Linked DNA regions of Mus musculus: region 2 is linked to region 1. The links are chromatin contacts, called in public HiChIP or PLAC-seq maps. All regions are on one chromosome and are shown on one strand. The core of a region is the stretch at or near the end of the contact, and the rest is flanking DNA. Distances in the headings are between cores, read along the strand shown. Region 1 holds the start of 1700071G01Rik (a long non-coding RNA gene). Region 2 overlaps Fryl (FRY like transcription coactivator).

Region 1 (3,051 bases), core at 60-2,559:
ACCTCTCAGAGGCAAAGGGGAGGAGGGATGATGAGAACAACTCTGGGAAGGGGGACTAGGAGAGGGGAACATTTGGAATGTAAATAAATAAAATAATTAACGGAAATTAATTAATTAATTAATTAAAGTCCATATTCAGAAGCTGGTATGTTCCCCGCTAAGAACATGCATCCATAGCTTATTAATTCTAACCCCTCAATACTCTGCTTCTATCGTGTGTGAATGAAATCATTTTCCCCTTACTAGTTAGTTCAGTGTTTCTCTTCTCATTCAGCCATAACAGATAGCAAAACTAAAACCTGCGCTTGTTCTACCAACAGCCGTTTCGAAAATGTTTATTTATCCTCATCTAAACTATTCCCACCAAAAACAGTTTCTAAACATAGAAGCCCTGGGGCAGCTCTGGCGTGTGATCCATGTTTTTCACCTGAAGTCTACCACAGAAAGATTCTATAGACTAAAGCTCGAGGAAGACGAGGAAGACAACCCCCACTAAGACGACCCCCACTACTTACTCTGCTAGAGGCTTCCAGTTACAATGCTCTTGACTCCGACCTCGGAAGCTCGGCTCAGAAACCATTCTAAACCCCGGAGATAAGGCAGTATTTAATGAAGATGCTGGAGGTTGGGTTGGGGAAGGTGATCATGAGGCCCCACAGTTAGCAGACAGCCCTGGGCAGGTGATGCTGGGGCAGTGAGAGGCAATTCTCTTTGGGGCGTGGCTCTTGGGGAGTTGCCAATGCTCTAGTGGCTGGCACCACACCCACGTGTGTAGGAACAGCACTGAACAGATTCAGGCGGTATTAACAAGAAAAGAGAAAGGCATGGATTTGGAAAGGGTCTGGGATAAAAGCTGAGGCAGGAGGACTGTAAGCTCACTGTCTGCGCCACACAGTAAGCCCTGATCTCAAATAAAGTAAACGTGGGAAATTTACAGCTCGGACAGAAAAGCAGTGCATGCCACAGTCCAGTTAAGCAGGGTGTGGTCGCTAGACCCAACGAAGGCACCGAGAAGCCACTGGTTTACAAGGCCACTGACCAACACGAGCTTAGAAATGCAGCACTGCAAATTTGTTTCAAGGACTTTCCTGGGTAGAGTGCTTTTCAAAACAGAGCCGGGGAGAGGGGGTGCCCTCCACAAATGCCCTGTAAAATGTTCCAAGGCTGCTATGGCTGTGGTTTCAGCAGGCCCAGGTACAGCTGGTACTGACAGTAGAACTTGGCACCACCCACATGATGGTGGCTGAGCGGGCACTTGGAATGCAAAAGTTACAGTTACCCTAGCAGCTTCCACCAAGATTCCGAAGGACAGTCTGAGAGGGTCAAAGAGTGAGCAGTAAGACCCTTCACCTAGTGCACAGCAGGGCAGACTGCCAAGTCTTGATAGTGCAAGGATGCACAGATGTTGGCATAGAACAACACCTACTACGGGAAGCTGCAGACAACCTGAGAAACCTGTCCAAGAGATAAGCCCTACGCAATGAGTGAGGCCCGTGAGACAGGGCAAACCAGACCCTTGGGAACCATTCCCCAGAACGGGCCCCAGGTCCTCCATGAGGAGCTTTGGGATTTAATGCTTGCTCTGCTGCCTATCTAGCCTTGCCTGGGGCCAGCCCCTCTTAACCATTTTCTTCCTATTGCTGGCTTCTGAAATAGCTCATTCTGTGCCTGCCCAGACATGTAACTTAGCAATATATATTTCAGTTTGATTTGGAAGGGGGGGGGGCAGGAGATGAGGGTTGATTTTGCCTTCAGCTTCAGAAGAGACCATGAATTTGGACTTTAGGGAAATGTTGGAACACAGTTTTCACTGTGACATAGATTAGAAACCTCTGGGGCTGGGATCGGAAGGCTACAGCTTAGATGTTAAGTGTGTTATGGGTTTGGTTCAAAGGGTGGCACGATTGAGGGGTGGCACAGTGGCTGAACCAGAAGCACTCCCTAGGGAACCGTGGGTCTCTGACTACTCCCTCCCTCTTCCTTTCTAGGTTTCTGCTTTACCATGTGACTCCAACAGAGGCCTAGAAACAGTGGGCTAATCCAGCCACGCTCTAGGAACCATAACAAACCCTTTCTCTTTATAAGAAATTGGCTCAGGCATTACGATGAAAAGCTGTGTAACACAGGCTTTGAGGCATAAAACCGATTTCTATTAAATGTAGAAACAAAATGAAGACACTGATTTCTGCTTCATTATTCTACACCACTCTGGAGGCTACCTGCAATATAAGTATGCAACAATATGGGAAATTTGTCCAGGCAACAGTGGAGCACCCTTTAATCCCAGCACTCGGGAGGCAGAGGCAGGCTAATATCTGTGAGTTCAAGGCCAGCCTGGTCTACAGAGCGAGTATCAGGATAGCCAGGGCTACACCGAGAAACTCTGTCTTAAAAAATGAGAGGGAGTGGTTGTACAAGCCTGCAATCCCACCAACAATGGAGGAGTGTTCCTCTTTCTCCACATCCTCGCCAGCATCTGCTGTCACCTGACTCTAGCTGCATATGTATGGAAAGAGAGGCCCATTGGACACGCAGACTTTGTGTGCCCCGGTACAGGGGAACGCCAGGGCCAAAGGGGGGGAGTGGGTGGGTAGGGGAGTGGGGGTGGGTGGGTAAGGGGGACTTTTGGTATAGCATTGGAAATGTAAATGAGCTAAATACCTAATAAAAAATGGAAAAAAAAATGAGAGGGAGAGAGAGAGAGAATTGAATCATTCTTATAAATATTTGAAAAACTAGATGGAACTTTCTATACTATAATTATCAAGAAATAAGGATAGTTTTTTTTTTTTAATCTTCCATTTACAAATAGAAAATTAAGTGGAGAACAAGTTAGAGTTTATGTTTTAACCCTGCCTGGCTGTGTCTGGGATTCATCCCATACACACGCCACCCTCAGTCTTGGTCAGAGAAACATCTTCAGGAGCAAACTGTGGTTATGACAACGCCACCTAACAAGTCAAGACGCTAAGGATAAGAGACCAGGAGTCTCAGCCATAAACATGACGCTGTACCGAGGCTCAGGGAACACCCCGGAAAGAAGAGGCAGAA
Region 2 (3,081 bases), core at 360-2,859, 54 kb after region 1:
TCCCACTCCAAGAGGCTGATTCTTTAAAGGCCTTTTAAGTTACATAGTCAAGCTCAATAAACAGTACCACCTCACTGTAAGTCTCCCCAGCACAGCCCCCCAGGGTGCCTGGACCTAGAGCCAGAGGCTATCATGTACCCAGGTTACATAACGACTGTTGGCTCTGCCCTCTGAAGTGGCTGTGTGCTGCTGCCTCCTCCCCACGTTTATGAAAGAAAGGATTGTGCTGAGTACAGATTAGCGGTTCCTCCCTAGAAATTTGTAAAAGATAATCAGTAATTTATTCAGATCAACATCCCCTACACAGAAAATAACGAATTTCAAAGTTAGTAACAAAACATTCCGAGTTGATTTGGTCACTACATTTGACCATATAGAGAAAAAAAAAAAAAAAAAAAAAAAACATGCCACAAAACTGAATTCTCCTCTTACAGAGCACAACCCGTAACTGGGAGAACCCCCACCCCACCCCTGAATGGAAGTCAGCAACACCCCTCCGACTCCGCCCTTCACGGTGGCTAACTTTGGTCTAAGAAAGCTACAAATACAGGAGTGGAGAATTCAGAGTTGGTTCACTGCACCCTAAGAAATGACACCCTAGAAATTCAAGCTAATTAAGAGCACAACAAGAAAACCAGCACCTGTCACCGACAGCCCACTAGGCGGGACGAGCTGCGGCTGGCGCTCCACACGCACGCCTTCATTTTAATCCAGCTAACCACAACCTTTGCACATGTTCAACTTTACAGACAGGGGAACTGAGAGAAAGAACACTGGTGAATGACCCTGAAATACTGAACGTCTGGCTCTCTTAACAGAATACGCTGCTGGGTGGATTTACATCACATTCTGTGACCCCAATACGTTCTCGTGTGATCAGAACTCTCAAAACCAAAGAAACTAAAAGAACCCATGCTGTGACCGGCGAGTCAGAGATGACTTTATATTTCACAGACTAAATCCAATCCTTGTTGTTGAGATCTAATTATTCAAGTCTGGTGGACCAACGTTGTCATGAAGGGAAGCGGCCGTGGCATTTCAGCCATGATTCTTAAATGTGAGCTCCAGTCTACAGCACATGCTTTCTGAAGAAGGCCACTAACAGCCTCAACACCGTGACTGTCCACACGTCGGCTGCGTCCACCTTGGAGGGTGGGCCTGGCTAGCCCTGGAGGGATCAGCTGTCGTCGCTGTGGCTTATATGAAAACCTGTCCACTCGAGTCATCTTCTGTGGACCCCTCTGCCTTACTCCACGCTCAGTGTTGAGACACTATTTGGTCCTTGGCTCAGTGTCCTAAAATTCAGTCATCTGAATAAACGCCTCGAGTGTGGTCTCTGGACCAGCTTCACTTCTGGGCTTACGTTGCTCTTCTCACTGAGGATTTTGACATACCCTGGAATCAGTAGGCAAAATTAAATATTAACTGGAAGATGTATTGGAGAAATGTGAGCCGTAAAGCAATGCTGTTGAGGCCTTCTGGAAACTGGGCGCCAGGAGCAGAGGAGAGCATGGGAGCAGCCCATCCGACCATCAAGCCACACCCTACACGGAGGGCAGGCAAATGTGAAACTAGAACTGGGGTCTCCCTGCAGAGTGTGCCCTGGAGTGTATGACTCACCCGGTTCTCAGACCATCCTTCTAGACCTCGCTGTGGGAGAACATTCTACAATGTGTAAATGAGGTTGTTGGGAAAACAAGAAACAAAAGCCATCTTTTTAATAGGCCGTGCTTCTGAAGTCACACTGTGATTGTACTAAAAACTAATTCGGGTGTGGCTCTATAAATGGGGGGCAGAGAGGAGACTTGGAGAGGGCCAAGGGAGGACCTGACTCATGTCTCCCACCTTGGCAGGTTTCTTCGGCATGGCTGCCAGTTACACAAGCCCTACCTGGAGTGCAATCTCGTTGATCTTACTCGTGAAGCCTTTACAAACCCATCGAACCAGGAGCTACACAGCATTTGTCAGCTTTGTAGACTTGCCATTTTCTAAAGAAAAACTTCCTTTATCACTCTAAACCATAAGCAATATTAGTGGGGATCAGCAGCACATGGGAATTTGTTTCTTACCTATGGACACCTAATGTTTCAAAATCATTTTTGAAAACTCTAAAATCCTATTCCCAGAAGCTAAGTCTCAAAAATCCTAATTTCATCTTAAGCAAAGTTCATTATAAAACTTCCATTATAATGTTTGACCTTAATATAAGCAAGATACTACTGCTAACGTCAGAATGTTTAAAACACTGTAATATGTCCTTTTGCTTTTTTAAAGGGTTTAAAAGGTTTCTGCTTTCCTACATCTCAGATCCCAAAAATAAACCCATCTGGTAAGGAACCAAAATTTTCATAACCACACATCCCCTTCATTACATCCAGAAAGACTAACAGACAAAAAGCAGTTCTTTAATTCAATAGGTAGGCCAAAGCAACGAAAAGGTTAATATCTGAAAACTCTTACGTAAAAGAAAATCAGCAAACGTCACCCCTCAACAAAAAAAATTTCCATTATGAGTCCAGAAAAATGGCCTCATCAGACACAGCTGTCATCAGTGGCCCGGTTAGGGAATACTAAGACACGACAATGCAGTCAAAGCAGCAGACTCATTCAGAAGAAGAAAGAGGGGGAAAGGAGACAAGGAGAGGACTAAGGTGTGAATGAGCAGAAACCGAGAAGGGTTTTTTCTTTTTAAACAAAAAATAAAGTCATTTTGCAGGCTATCACTAACGAGCAACCGTCCCATCTTGTCACAGAAGAAACATTGCTGACTGGCCCTGATATACAAACAAAATCCCGCTTGAGGGCCGAGTAAACCTGCCTTACTAATACGCAAAGGATCACTGTTAATCTAGAAATCAGTCGGGAGGGTGATCCTTCCGATGCCGTCCTAGGGCCGGGAAAAGCACAGGTTCATGCCAATACGCTCCGTCCTTATGGCTTTATTGGTCACTCTCTGCCACGTGAAAACTGAACACCTAGTGTTCTGGCTTCCCCAGAACGCGGATACTGCCTGCCATACACACACACTTTTGTCAAAGCTGTGTGGAGAGACAGGCGTTATTTAATGTGTGCTGAAGTGTA

What was found. HiChIP or PLAC-seq counts read pairs in DNA pulled down with a chosen protein or histone mark.
Region 2: an H3K27ac HiChIP or PLAC-seq map of embryonic stem cells shows a contact between it and region 1, with 13 read pairs. The contact joins the enhancer-like site here to the promoter of 1700071G01Rik in region 1. A contact is called at or near these places in 1 of 15 datasets of contacts at CTCF or cohesin (the NIH/3T3 cell line), 6 of 484 Hi-C or Micro-C datasets (the AML12 cell line, CD4 T cells, embryonic stem cells and 3 more), 5 of 115 datasets of contacts at active chromatin or transcription factors (effector CD8 T cells and embryonic stem cells) and 2 of 9 other capture datasets (adipose tissue and pancreatic islet).

What each region holds. Positions count from the first base shown.
Region 1 is chr5:73,155,709-73,158,759 of GRCm38.p6, forward strand. 1700071G01Rik (a long non-coding RNA gene) reads left to right here and starts at 1,310. Exons shown (of 2, transcript XR_377011.4): 1 at 1,310-1,484; 2 at 1,989-2,170. The region is part of intron 3 of Fryl (FRY like transcription coactivator); the gene reads right to left.
Region 2 is chr5:73,209,257-73,212,337 of GRCm38.p6, forward strand. All of the region lies in intron 2 of Fryl (FRY like transcription coactivator), which reads right to left. Among named protein-coding and RNA genes, the nearest start is that of Fryl, 46 kb to the right of the region's middle. Within about 2 kb of position 1,610, at least 72 of the 459 cell types and tissues checked have an H3K27ac peak or open chromatin away from gene starts, as enhancers often do. A contact at or near this core is called in adipose tissue, effector CD8 T cells and embryonic stem cells, where this site is marked.